Linked DNA regions of Sus scrofa: region 1 is linked to region 2. The links are chromatin contacts, called in public Hi-C maps. All regions are on one chromosome and are shown on one strand. Each heading gives the region's core, a stretch centred on a gene start, on an enhancer-like site or on the middle of the called end of the contact. The rest is flanking DNA. Distances are from core to core; before and after follow the strand shown.

Evidence for each region. Hi-C and Micro-C count contacts between places; a contact is called where the count stands out from the background.
Region 1: a Hi-C map of embryonic fibroblasts shows a contact between it and region 2, with 2.9 times the contacts expected there. The contact joins two enhancer-like sites. A contact is called at or near these places in 21 of 47 Hi-C or Micro-C datasets (adipocytes, alveolar macrophages, embryonic fibroblasts and 14 more) and 2 of 2 datasets of contacts at active chromatin or transcription factors (alveolar macrophages and skeletal muscle).

Annotation. Positions count from the first base shown.
Region 1 is chr13:160,314,924-160,322,057 of Sscrofa11.1, forward strand. No RefSeq gene overlaps it. Among named protein-coding and RNA genes, the nearest start is that of CPOX, 14 kb to the right of the region's middle. Within about 2 kb of position 3,993, at least 6 of the 83 cell types and tissues checked have an H3K27ac peak or open chromatin away from gene starts, as enhancers often do. A contact at or near this core is called in embryonic fibroblasts, where this site is marked.
Region 2 is chr13:159,995,429-160,002,575 of Sscrofa11.1, forward strand. No RefSeq gene overlaps it. Among named protein-coding and RNA genes, the nearest start is that of DCBLD2, 65 kb to the right of the region's middle. Within about 2 kb of position 3,298, at least 12 of the 83 cell types and tissues checked have an H3K27ac peak or open chromatin away from gene starts, as enhancers often do. A contact at or near this core is called in embryonic fibroblasts, where this site is marked.

The DNA of each region.
Region 1 (7,134 bases), core at 2,743-5,242, 320 kb after region 2:
TTGAGTCTTTAAAATAAATCTTTAAAAGAAAAGATGGAATATAATTCATCTTGGCACTGAGTGGGTCCTTTAAAATGTTTATGAATGAAAGAGTAAAGGTAGTTCAATGGGAAATCTTAAAAGCTAAGATATTGGAAGTGATTCTGATGAAAATAAGAAAGATGACATCCACAGAAATCCATGTGCCTGCACACATGTCCTGCAGTCCAGACTTAGCATGGCTATCATATCTTCCAGAAGATACTTTCTGATTTTCACAGTCTGGGTTTGGGATCCACATCTTTGTGCTCCTTGGCTGTGTAGAAATTCTTCGCCCACATTTGCAACTACTTGCTTACCTCTATGTATTCTGTACTAGTTCATGAGCTCCTTGAAGGCAGTTGCTGGATCATGGCTTGGGATTGCCACCATCAAGCACAAACCAGGACACTGTGGGTTGTCAATAGATATCCATTCACTGCAAGTGAATAAGTCAGTGGAGAAACATAAAAAGATGGAAGACAGATGTGTGGGGGAAGAGGTAAAAATGTAAAAGAAATAGGAAATGTGTTAGGTATCATGAGCATAAATATAAATTTAAAGCTTACACCAGCAAGAAGAGTTTTTGAGGAGGGAAATACATGGTAGGGTTAGGAGATGGAGATGTTTTTGACAAAAAAGAACAAAGTTGAGAAAGAAACACATACTAATGGGACAAAAAGTGCAATGTTAGACAAGGACAGAGAGAAAGCAGAGCAACTAAAATGTTATATCAAAGAGAAAGACATGTCAAACAAAAATCTCAGGAGTTCCCGTCGTGGCGCAGTGGTTAACGAATCCGACTAAGAACCATGAGGTTGCGGGTTCGGTCCCTGCCCTTGCTCAGTGGGTTAACGATCCGGCGTTGCCATGAGCTGTGGTGTAGGTTGCAGACGCAGCTCAGATCCCGCGTTGCTGTGGCTCTGGCGTAGGCCGGTGGCTACATCTCCGATTCAACCCCTAGCCTGGGAACCTCCATATGCCGCAGGAGCAGCCCAAGAAATAGCAACAACAACAACAAAAGACAAAAGACAAAAACAAACAAACAAACAAACAAAATCTCAAATGTTAATAGTAGTAGCAGGGAAGTAGGAAGCAGAGGCAAATCCAAATAGACTGTTAAGAAATCAAAGTGTACCTAGGTAATTTAAATCAGGGGTCATGTCCAGATCTAGGTGAATTTTATTCTTTGATTGGAATAATGTCCTCTGGAAATGACTTAGGAAGTAGTATTGGCAATGTTTAAAGAATATTGGAGAGAAATGCCAAAATACAACTGAAGAGTTTTATATCTTGGTGGAGAAAGTTCAGATTGCACTAGGTGATAATATGTATATTTACACCAATTGGCATCTGAAAATCAAAGGTAGATTTTATTGGATTGGGAACAACGTAGCACAAGGCTTGGTGACATGTTACAAGGCATTAAACTCCACTTTATCTTCTTTCCAATTTATCTTTCTGAAGTCAACAATTTGGATGAACAGAATTTTATGCTCTAATCAAACTTACAAAAATCATAAATCTGGACATACATGATGACATACCAAAGGCCAAGAGAACTCATCTGGTTAAACCCAATTGACTGAAGCTAACATAATGAAACATAACTAAAGATGAGTATAAAATTCTATATTTCAGTTCAGTGAATTGATAACTCATAAACCGAGGAAGATCCTATTGAACAGCAGTTCATATAAAAAAGACTTATGTTTTTAATTGGTTGAAAGTGCAGTATGACCAAAGAGCTGAAGGCAAAATAAATTCTATTCACTGTTTTGCCCTCAGACAGATAAAGACCTGTTCTATTGGATGTTGGATCTATACAATTGCAGAGGCCACTATGTACAGAGAAGAGATAAGGAATTTTAGCTCTTGGTCTCATTCCTCAGAATCTCCTCTTGCTTGGCCTGGAGTTGCTCCTCAAGGTGCTCCCTTGATTTTAGACCTGCAGGTCTCGGTCTGGTCTGCCAGCAGCTTCTTGCTGGGCTTGTCTGTTTTGGGGTTGTTTGTTTCACATTCAGGCTGTTGTATATTCAGCAGTGGTCTTATATTCATGGTATCTACTGAGCAGCCATGGCAGAATTCTCATCCAGGCTACCTTCTCAGCAACATTGAGTGTGGATAGTACATTTTGCACGCTATGTCCCCATGCTTGCCCTCAAGACAGGCCAAGGTGTTTTCCCAGCCTTCAGCCTGAGAATAGACAGTCACAGACTTCCAGATGATCGACCCATTTTAGATCAGCTTCCAAACCTACTGCTGGGAGTTGACAATGGTGATTTCACTGGTCAACTTTGGGTCCAACCAGACCTTTTTGGTGTGGTGAAAGATAGTGGAGGTGGGCCTCTTCTGAAGCCCCATGGCTGCAGTTCAGTTTTCAGTAAGCCATTTTCATGACCAGATCACAGGAAATAACTAGTTCTCTTGTAACTGCAATGACTCTGTTCTCAGGGTCCACCATTCAACACACATCTAACACTTCCCAAAGTAGCTGATTTGTGCTATATGGTAAGAAAGGTAAACAAAGACTTGGGAGCTTTTTGTTTAACATTTTTGTTATATTTGTATTTAATTCTGGTGCTACATTTTCAGATATTGGTGAACTATTGCATAACTGAATGAAGGATAGTTTCATTTATTTCAATATTTATGTTATAAAGTAATAGGATTTAGAAATGCTTAAATGTTGATGAAATGGATGGATAAAAATCCTTTACAACAACCCTGCAAAACAAGGTTCTTAGCTATGGGAAAAGCAAGATCTAAGAGAGGTTAAGTCACATACCTACAGTCATACAGCTAATTAGCAGCAAAGTGAATTTTGAACTCCTCTCCGTTTGACTCCAAAAATCCAGGCTTTTTCTAATGTGTCATTCATCCCACTGGATTCATATAAATGCTTTTTTTTCTGATTTATTTATGTAAGACTATGAAAAGACCTATAAGGATACAAATATTTAAAATACATTTAGTAATACTTATGGGCTCATATTGAAAAAATGAAAATATAGTATACAAAATATAGAATTTCATATTTTATAATATCAACATATTATAAAATAATATATCACACCAAATAATTCTGGGTACAGTATGATATATGAAATTTCTTCTCTAATTCTTCAGATATACCTATTATTTCTAAATTGTTCCCTATAGGCTGGAACTTTATTACATATAATTCTAGTAATAGTATATGAAATTATAGCCTTCAAAATAAATACAGTTTTTATATATGAACTCTAAGGAAAATAATAATCGTTTACTTTAATAGACTCAAGGAAATAGTAATAAACATGCATTGTGACTTCATATGATAATGGATATATAAACAAATATATTTCACAGAAAATAAAATGCACAAGCAATAAGAATACATTAGTACGCTAGACTGCATCCGCTTTAGACTACATCGTTTCTCTGGAGACATAATCACAAGTGTAGAAAACTTGTATCTCAAGTCACTGTAAAAGCCATTACCATAGCTTTAATTGACAAATGTTGGTTTGTTGTGGTTCACTTAAATGCATGTTTCAATGAAAAAAAAAAAAAAAGAATCCTACTTTTGTATATTCCCCTTGCCCACCAAAACAGCCTGGCCATCATCCAACAGAAGGGAAATTATGATCTCTAAAAGAGATTCGATTATATGAAATTGTTCTTCTTAAAATAAGAGCAGACAATTGCATGAACTTTTCAACACTGGTTTCAAACACACACACACACACACACACACACACACACACACACACACACACACACATCACCACCACCACCACTAAGAATAGCAACCCAAAACTTCTAAACAATGATCTGTGGTCTGGACAATTCTTGGTTTGCATCTTAAAGTGCTAGAACTCCTGGACTGCTGGGGAAAAATGCTTGGTATTTAGTGTGAAAGCCTTGGCTGTTTCTTAGAGGAACATGTGTTTGGTTTTGGATTTCAGCATTATATGATTCAGTGGCTAGAAACAGGACTGCTGAACTAAGAGCCAACATGAACATGTGTTTCAGCTGGGAGAGGGTCATGCAGGGATTAGTCTCAGGTGTTGGGAGAAGAGTTATGAAAGTGGGTGTCTGTGATCTGTGAAGTTCATTGGCAAAAGCTAAAATGCTGGCTGGAATGATGGGAATATGATCTTAAACAAAACTTGTAGGGACAAAAAGTATTTTAAAACATTCCTCAGGCCTTTGTTTTTTTCCCATGCCCTTTTCCTCTAAGAAATCTAGATTAATGGATAACATTTTATAATTTATTTTTATTTTTTAAAATAAAAATGTATTTTTAAAATTAAAAAAAAATTATTTTCCTATACTTTTATTATCTTCATTCTCACAAACTGGACCAGAATAGGAGACTTTAAATGAATAACATTATGAGCTGTATTGTTAAGAATGTATGCTTTACAAAAGGCAGCATGGGTTTGAATCCTGTTTTGCCACTTTATTTAATTGAGGCACTCTTCTAGGCCCTGGGAATGGAGCAGTAAACAAAACAGACAATTCCTGCCATAACAAACCACACCTAGTAGCTTCAGGACATTAACTACACTGTAACTCAGCTTCCTCCCCAGTGGGGGTTATAAAGGTACTTACTTCTTGGGCATGTTTCAAGCTTTAACTGAGTTGCTTTACATGAAATGCTTAGAACAGAGCAATGCCCATAGAAAACATTGAATAAATATTAGCTATTACAATAAGACTTTGTTGTGGTTAACTTGTTTTACTGCGAAGCATAACACACATACAAGCTCCTCTAGCCAAGCCTTTTCCTTAGGCTCTGCTTCGGGGGAATCCAAACTTTGACACAGCCCTTCATTGACTATGCATGTTCTACATATCTTCTCCCTCTCTGTGGCTTGCATTTTACTCTTATTTATTTATTTTTTTATTGTTATTTCCCCAATACATTTTTTTTCTACTGTACATCATGGTGACCCAGTTACACATACATGTATACATTCTTTTTTCTCCCATTAGCAAGTGACTAGACATAGTTTTCAGTGCTATACAGCAGGATCTCATTGCTAATCCATTCCAAAAGCAATAGTTAACTCCAAGCACCCAATCCATCCCACTCCCTCCCCCTCCCCCTTGCAACCACAAGTCTATTCTCCAAGTCCATGATTTTCTTTTCCATGGAAAGGTTCATTTGTGCCATATATTAGATTCCAAATATAAGGGATATCATATGGTATTTGTCTAGGCTCTTTTGATTAAAAGAAGTTCTTGATTTTCATTTAGATAAATTTCTCAATCTTAAGTATTTTTTGTGTCTTGGTCATGAAACCCTTCACTACCCCAAAATCAGAAAGATGTTCTTCTATATTCTCTTCCAAAAACTTAATTTTTAAACTCTGGTATTGAGAGTTGTAGCCCATCTGGAATTGATTCTGTGTGTGGTGAGTGGTAAGGGAAAATTTCTTACTTGTTTCATAGGGTATCTAGTTGGCTATGTTGGGAGAACAATGGCCCTGCAAAAATATCCTTGTCTTAGTCCCTGGAACCTCATAATATGTTAGCCTCCATGGCAAAGGGAACTATACAGATGTGACTCTGAGATGAACAGTTTATCCTGGTATGTCTGAGTGGGCCCAGCCCAACCAGATGGAACCCTAATATAGAATCTTTCCAAGCTGTGGCCAAAAGGAGACTTAATTAGGGAATTATAGTCAGGGAGATAGAATATTGCTGGCTTTGAAGATGATGGAAGGAGCCAAAATCTGATGCAGACTGGGGAATGTGGGTGGTTTCAGGAATCTGAAAATGGCAAGGAAACAGATTTTCTTCTTCTAGAACCTCAAGAAAAGAACACAGCCCTGCTAATATTTTGATTTCATAACAGCGAGGCCTGTGTTGGACTTCTGACCTAAAAAATTGTAAGGTAATACAATTATTTTAAGCCACTAAGTTTATTGGTTATTTGTTTTGGCAGATACAGAAAATTAATATATTGACCCAGCACTATTTATTCAAAAGACCATATTTTATCCAGTGTAGCTTTGCTACTTTGAACAAGTTCTGGGCCAGAGATTCCAAAGTTCCAAAGTTTGCCTCTCTTTCTATTGGGAACCCTTCTCTGGATCTAAATTAAACCTACCTCTCACCCCTCACATTCCAATTTGTCTTGTTCTTGACACACTGATCCAACTCTGAAGAAACCATTAAGAAAATGCTTTCCAAACTCTATTCTCTACCATGCATTTGAAGAATAACATTCAATTTTATTTCTATGCTTCCCCCTATTGCTTTTACACTCTATTCAAATTATTACTAATTCTCTAGGACTCATTTTTTTTTGTCCTCTGTAAAATGGAAGAATTTGTTGAATCGTAATTTTCAGATTTTGCTCCTCTAAGTCCTAGGCAGTGGAAAAATTAGTTTACATCATAAGTGTTGGAGGTGTGACAAACAGGGGAGGCATTGACCAGCCTGAAAACCTCTTCAGTCAAAATTGCTCCACTTTCTCTTCACATATTAATTGAACTTCTTCACAGGATTTCATTTGAAGTGGTCTGATACTAAAACAAATTTGAAAACCATTGGATTAAGTTTTTTCTGGCTATAAGCAATCCAAGACAATATCCCATGATTCTGCAATCTTAATAGAGAGAAGAGCTGTTTTATCTATTTACACTTTGCATGTTTCAGAGACTTAGAAACATATGTTTCTAAGAAATGCAATGACTAGGTACGTGCATGATATATAAGGTTTGGCTGAATGCAAGTAGTAACTGATCTGGCAGAGGGGACCTGCACGTTTTGCCAGAGGAGGAATGCACAAGGCCAAGGTGGTAAAGTGAGAGAGATTTACTAGGGCATCAGAGGGAGATGGGCTGAGTTCAAGATGGTGTCAACCTCAACTGTGAGGAGGTGCTAGGCTTATAAAGGATCTGTAGCAGGAATCTGTGGCTGGAATCTGTGGCTGAAGTTCACGATGACGGTAACTTGTGGCAGGAACAATGAAGAAGGAGGAGGGGAAGGTCAAGGGAGGGGTAGGGGGTCGAGTCCCAGGACAGAGGGCAGTTAATCCTTTCAGTTGCTTCCTCTATGCAGGTGGTTGTTTTCTGCAGGCGATTGTGGCTTTCTGCCCTTGAGCATCCACTTTCCCGG
Region 2 (7,147 bases), core at 2,048-4,547:
AGGAAATTACTGGACAAAAATAATATACCAGAATGATTTTTTATACTAAGGTTTCTCGACTTCAGCATTATTGACATTTAGGGTTGGATAAATCACTGTTGTGGGGCCACCCTGTACATTATAACATGTTCAACAGCATTCCTGTCCTCTAACGACCAAATGTCTATTGTACCCTTCCCCTAGTTGTGACAACCAAAAATGTCTCCAAGATATCCAGATGTTTTTTGGGGTACCAAATCACCCCTGACTGAGAACCACTACATTAGATCTGCTGTCATGTTTGATACAGGTTCAAAAATTTTTTAGTCGTTGTTGTCTTTTTAGGGCCACACCCATGGTATATGGAGGTTGCCAGGCTAGGAGATGAATCAGAGCTGTAGCCTCTAGCCTACACCACAGCCACAGCAACACCAGATCCAAGCTGCATTTTCGACCCACACCACAGCTCAAGGCAACACCAGATCCTCAACCCACTGAACGAGACCAGGGATCAAACCTGTGTCCTCATGGATACTAGTCAGATTCGTTTCTGCTGGGCCATGATGGGAACTCCAGGTTCAGAAATTATAAATAAGCAAAAATGAATTTAGAAAATAGCAGAGGTTGATATCTTTAGTATATAAAGAACTTTTTGCAAGTCAGTGAAAATGTGCAGCTGGAGAGAAAAATATAAGATCAATAATAATTTTAAGAATTCCAAGTCAGCTTACCACTGCTAAAGAGTTTTGAAATTTAGAATCAGCAGTTCTCTTCACTGTTTAGTATATTAGTAAACATTCTCAAATCCTATTGCCTGCAGTATATAGCATAACACCCAGTGGTATCAGCTAATAATTTCTCAGCCAACAAACATCTTATACCTTCAAATCATTCCCTAGACTTCAAACAACAGTAGCCATAGCCTGTAGACAATTCTAATGCCCTTTATTTAAGATCACTTGGAATAAATTTCTTTTAAATGTTAATACAGAAAAAATGCTATCACACTTGAAATGATCTTATATTTCCATTAAACAAATGAGATTCAAGTGGTCCTTTCTGATAGCCTGGACTGCTAAAAACTCAGAACTAAAAAAAAAAGAAAAAAAAAAAAAGATCAGTCATATACTCATGTGAATAGGATGTGTGAGGGTTATAATGTTGTCTTGGTAGGTTGCTTGCTTGCTTGTTTGTGTCTAAAACCCAAATTTGGGGCTCTTCTTTGGAATAAAACAGGCTTGTCCCTGTTTATAAGGCTATTTTGAGTTGCAAAAATTCTCTTTACATTTTTTCTTGTTTTACCATGTTTTCCCCTGTATTCCTCCATTTAATCTTGGCTGGCACAATTAAACAGGAAGTACCAGAACACTTTTCTCTTGCATCTGTAGTAGAAACCTTAGCAATAGACTGATCCAGGTCTATAATAGATACAAACTCTCTTTTGGTAATTACAATTTTCTGCTTAATTCTAAAGCGATATTGTATACATACATATCCAAACATTTGGGGGATACTGGAGAGATATAAATAATGAATAAATTAATTAATAATTTTCCTTTTCTTAAAAATGACAGTAGATAAAAGTTTAATCCTAAGAAAAAGAAGCACTGTAAATGTTTGGAGAAGGCCTCTAAATGTGGATTCTTCAAAGCAACGTTTGTATTCAAGGCCACCGATAAAAGATATATTGTATATGTGATAATTTCAGACCCTTCCACAAGGCAGAGAAAGGATTTATTTGCATGCTAATGAATGCCAAAATATAAGTAATTCCTCCCCTTATTCTCCTGCTAAATACTGACCACAAAGCTTAGATTCAATGCCAGTGTCTGAAAGCTGGTACTCAAAGTCATTGCTGGGAAAGAAAAAAGCTTTATGTGTCTGGCTGGCCCGAGGGACAAAGCCAAGGTTTTAGTCACATACAAGGCTTACATTCCAGCTGTGCAATCATCTCCCTCTGTGACCTCAGACAAACGATTATACTTCCACATTCCTATTTCTTCATCTATAAAAAATGTCAAGGAAAGTTTGGCAGAGGGGGAAAGAATCTCAATGTTCATGCTCAAACTATAGATCAAATTGTTATAATTAAACCCACAGCATAACCAAGTCCCACAAACCTATTGTAGATGCCATAATATTATATCATTTGTCACTTAAAATCTGCTTATATTCCATCTGGTACAGACACGAAGGTGATGTATTATTTAACCGGCAAAATAAATCCTATTAGAGTGCACTGCTGGCATTGTTCTTTCCCTGAATTCTTTTAACTCCTTCAAAACAAAATGTTCTTCTGGGAGCATAAAAAAATGATGGAATATACAGGACATGAAACGTTTTTAAGAGTGAATAGGTTTAGTTTTAATCAAAATCCCACTTCTACTTTTAATATTATCCTTCATCTGAGAATGTGAAAAAAAAAACTGATTGGATTATACTCTTGGATTAATAAGGGAAAATTGTTTCTAGTCTTAGTTCTGGGAATAATCAGGTATGTGACCTTGGACAATTATGACTGGTTTATAGGAGAAAATATTACAAAACCATTATGTATATACACTTAGAAGGCTTTATAATAGCATTGAAAATAATTATGGTATTAAACTAAAATCCCTTTAGAATATTTTTTGCATTTTTAATAAGTTAGGAAAATGTTCAAATAATATTAAGTGAAGAGCCAAGAAAGGGGGTACAAATTATGTGTTAGTGTTACCTTGGCTGCCAAGACTAAAAATGCTAAGACCAGGAGGAAATTCAACAAAATGTTAGCAATAGCTGTTTTATTATGTTGGTGGAATTGTAAACGACATCTTTCTCTTCTTTCAACATTTCTTTACAATGTAATATTCTCTAATACCAATATATTATCTTATTATTGGGAAAAAACTACTTACAAAAGAAATTATGTGACTCCTATGCAAAAAGAATACTTTAGCTTTCATCCACCTGTTAATCCTGCAGATAGTAGTGACAATTATTCCTGAGAATGCTCAGATAATCTCACATACCCCCAATTATTCAGAAACAAAATATTAGTGATATCCTACACCTTGCAAAAATTGATTTCCAGGTATTGTTATTTGCTCTGCTCATTACTCAAGTCAAGTGATACTGAATCAGGGTTGGCAGCGAGGGAATAATTGCCCTCACTACAGATCAGGAAGCCATCAACTCCACCGGAAGAGATTACGGTGCGTAGCAGTGACACACTGAGAAACATCTTATTTATGAAGCCACAAAATAACTTCCTAAAGAGACCATTAAGTCATGCCTAGAAAATGTATCAGCAAACCTCTGTGGCCTTATTACCCAGCCTCCTTCTTAGAGGAAACCACCTCCCTTTCCCACAGAGGAGTCATGAGTGGTCAGCTATAGAGCCACCACAACTGTACAAATGCTCCAAAAGAGCTCTCCAGTGTCTCTCTGAAAGGCACACACAAAGCTCTTTCCTAGTGCAACTGTGACCCATTCTTTCACTTATTATATGTTATCAAGTACTAAATATGTGCTAACCCCAAGAGACAAAAATATCTTCTCACTTAAACATGAAAAACAAGTAGAATTTGACTTTGGCAAGTTACAACTTGAAGTTTGCCTCAAGGCATTATTTTTAGTTATTTATATATATGTATTTAATTATTGTTCTTTTTTTAATTTTCAATATTTATTCTTCTCATTAGAAGAAGCTGCATTTCAAGGTCAGAAAGATCTGGGCTTGAATCCTGACAGGAAAAATATTAATGGTTTGACTTGATTAATTTACATAACCTTTCCAAACTTTTATTACTTATCTACAGTGGAACTAATAAGATTGATGACATGTAAAAATCATTGTTTATCTTCAATAAATGTTATTTGCCTTTGTTGTTAACGATATATATTTATTAAGGATTAAATGTAATAAGAAAGGCATATTTCAACAAAAATCATTGCTACTTCAAAAGCACACAAAAAGAATAATCAATTTATCTAATCAGATCAGGGTGCTGCAAAGGAATTGATGGAGAACAACCCATTAGTCCCTCAGTTACTTGTAATAAACTGAAATCATTCTAGACTTTTTTTTAAAAAAAGAGACATTTATTTATTTATTTATTTGTCTTTTTGACTTTTCCGGGGCCCCTTCCCGCTGCATATGGAGGTTCCCAGGCTAGGGATCTAATAGGATCTGTAGCCACCGGCCTACGCCAGAGCCACAGCAATGCCAGATCCAAGCCGAGTCCACGACCTACACCACAGCTCATGACAACGCCAGATCCTCAACCCACTGAGCAAAGCCAGAGATTGAACCCGCAACCTCATGGTTCCTAGTTAGATTCGTTAACCACTGTGCCACGACGGGAACTCCCACTCTAGACTTTTAACATTTGTTTTTAGCTATATCTGACAGAAGCACTAATTTCAGCATAGAAGCCCCCCAAATAAGTTACTGACTCAAAAGGAAGGTATTCTACTAGAACCACCTCTCTCTGATCTGTCCAAACTGCTAGGAAACAGATAAACCAACAGCAACCTCACATACTGTTGAATTTTGGCTAAGGCTACATGCTGGAAAGAGGCAACCAGCTCAACCAGCCTGAAGCACACACATCAAGGAAACAAGAAAGAAGAGAACACTTTTTATCTTCATTTACTGGTTTCTGCATAGTAGGAGACAACCTAAGAGATTCTGAATGAAAACAGAAGGGCTCCTTTCTTCAATGTAAGAGAGAAAATTCCATTCATTTTGTTCGTTTTGCTGAAGGTGAGGGTACTCAGAGGAATGGTGTAGGAATGATGTTTGAAGGAGGTAATAGATCACAAGCTGAAGCATTTCTATTTATGCCATCCTCATTTCATTTAAAACTTGTAACATATGCATGACCTAAGCATTTTACAGATGTGGAAGGCAAAGTAGATAAGGTCACCCTGCAAAAAAATGGGGGAAGGCAGGATTGATCCTTAATTTCCTGATTCCTAGGCCAGGGTTGATTCCTATCATCACAGGTAACCTAACAGACCTCTTGCCAAAGAACTAAGCTCAATATTTGGCAAACTGGAATAGAGAAATTTGTTTATATTTGTTACATTGTTTTGTTATAGGATCCTGTCACATGTGAAATGACAAATTTGTTTTGGTTGCACCCTTAGGGTTAATGTAAACAGTAGATATCAACAAAGTAGTGTGAAGAAATACACAAAGAAATTACATGTGGATGTTAATTATTAAAGGATCACTTAGGTGATAAAATAAATCATCAAGATTTCCCTTTCTAGAGGAATGAGCAAACAGAGGGAAAACATGATTTATCATACCTATCTTTCTTTGGATCACTTCCCCTCAAATTCAAATGACTTTTTCTTTCTTTCTTTCCTTCCTTCTTTCTTTAAATGGCTGCACCTGTGGCATATCCCTGGCCAGGGACTGACTCTAAGCCTCAGCTGCAACCATTCATTGTAGTTGCACCAACACCAGATTCTTTAGCCCACTGCATCGGGCTGGATTTGAACCCATGCCTCCACAGCAACCAGAACCGCTGCAGTCAGATTCTTAACCCACCGTGCCACAGTAGCAATTCCTCAAATGAATTGTTTTATTCCTACGTAATTTCCTCCTTGAAACTCTTTGATATTCAGATTAATTAAAATGTGTGAAGCCCACCGTTTGCTGAGAGTAAAGGAAAACTCTAACTCCATTCACAGCTCACTATCTGCTCTTTTTGATCCATCTTTATGTTCCTGTCTCAGGAGAGGCAGGCCTGACCCTTCCTGACCTCTATAGCTTACTTTTCCTTAGAGATAGAATTACTTGATCCCTACCTGAAGACTCCGCCCCTTACTCCCAATATAAGAGACCAATCCTGACATACGGCAGAAAAGACATAAATAATGCCAGTTCTGTTTTAGCACCCATCATCCTGTGATACTTGCTCTTAGCTGGGTCATACACTTGCATTCCCATCTCTAACTGTAAGGAATTAGAGGACAGCAACCATGTCTTATCTTCCTTTGTACCCTCAGAACCTAGTATATTGATGGCACACAGTAGTCATTCAAAACATGTTTGCTGACTGACCGGCTGACTAAGTGAACTGAACTTCTGCCTTGTTCCTGAAACCCAGTCACCACTATTTTCATGACTTTGTCCCTGCTCTGATCCCTGTTGGTTACCTTCCCAGAATTGTAGCTCTTCTAGGACTCAGGGCCCTCCCTTTTTCACTCTTGGAAATTCATTCATAGATGTTAATTCCTGTCCTTGAGCATCCTACTGCAAATTTTTGACAGTGGTACAGTTCGCTTAGCTTACTGGATTGCCAAATGCCACCACTCCCTAACTCCACCATCACTCTGACTTTGTGACTTGCTGGGACACTGCATCACCTTTATAGAATCTCCTGGGGGTTGTCTTTGCCTAGACTATCATTTTGATGAGTGTAATATATAATACCAGATGTCTTTTGCTTATCAATTATGTGTATGCATAAAAATTGATTAGCAAAGTTACTTATTTTTATAAAAATGAAATGATTTACATCATACCACCACCTATTCCACTTGCCTATAAAACCTACAACTATCCAAATTATATCAGGATTCCAATGAAATAATCTGTTAAATGCAAAAAACGAGATAGGCAAAATAAATTTTACTTATCCACACAGAATAATTACGTCACCTCAAAACCTCTTATTTTCCTTAGGAAAGTTGTTTGTGTGTGCCTTTGTGTATGTGCCTATGTGTGTGGGGGGGTGGGGGTTTAGTGAGTTGAACTGTCTCTACCATTTATATTTCTTTCCAAGTTTTTGTTTGTTTGTTTGTTTGTTTGGCTTTTTGTCTTTTTGTCCTTTCTAGGGCCTCACGCGCGGCACATGGAGGTTCCCAGGCTAGGGGTCTAATCGGAGCTGCAGTTGCCAGCCTACGCCAGAGCCACAGCAACGCCAGATCCAAGCCGCATCTGCGACCTACACCACAGCTCACGGCAATGCTGGATCCTTAACCCACTGAGCAAGGCCAGATATTGAACCTCATGCTTCCTAGTTGGATTTGTTAACCACTGCGCCATGACGGAAACTCCCCTTTCCAGTTTAAATAACAGGTCAGTCAACACATTTCCTCATATTGAAAGTTTTAGTACTAAATTCTTGCTTCATCTTATTTCCAATAAAATTAAAAAAAAAATCTAATG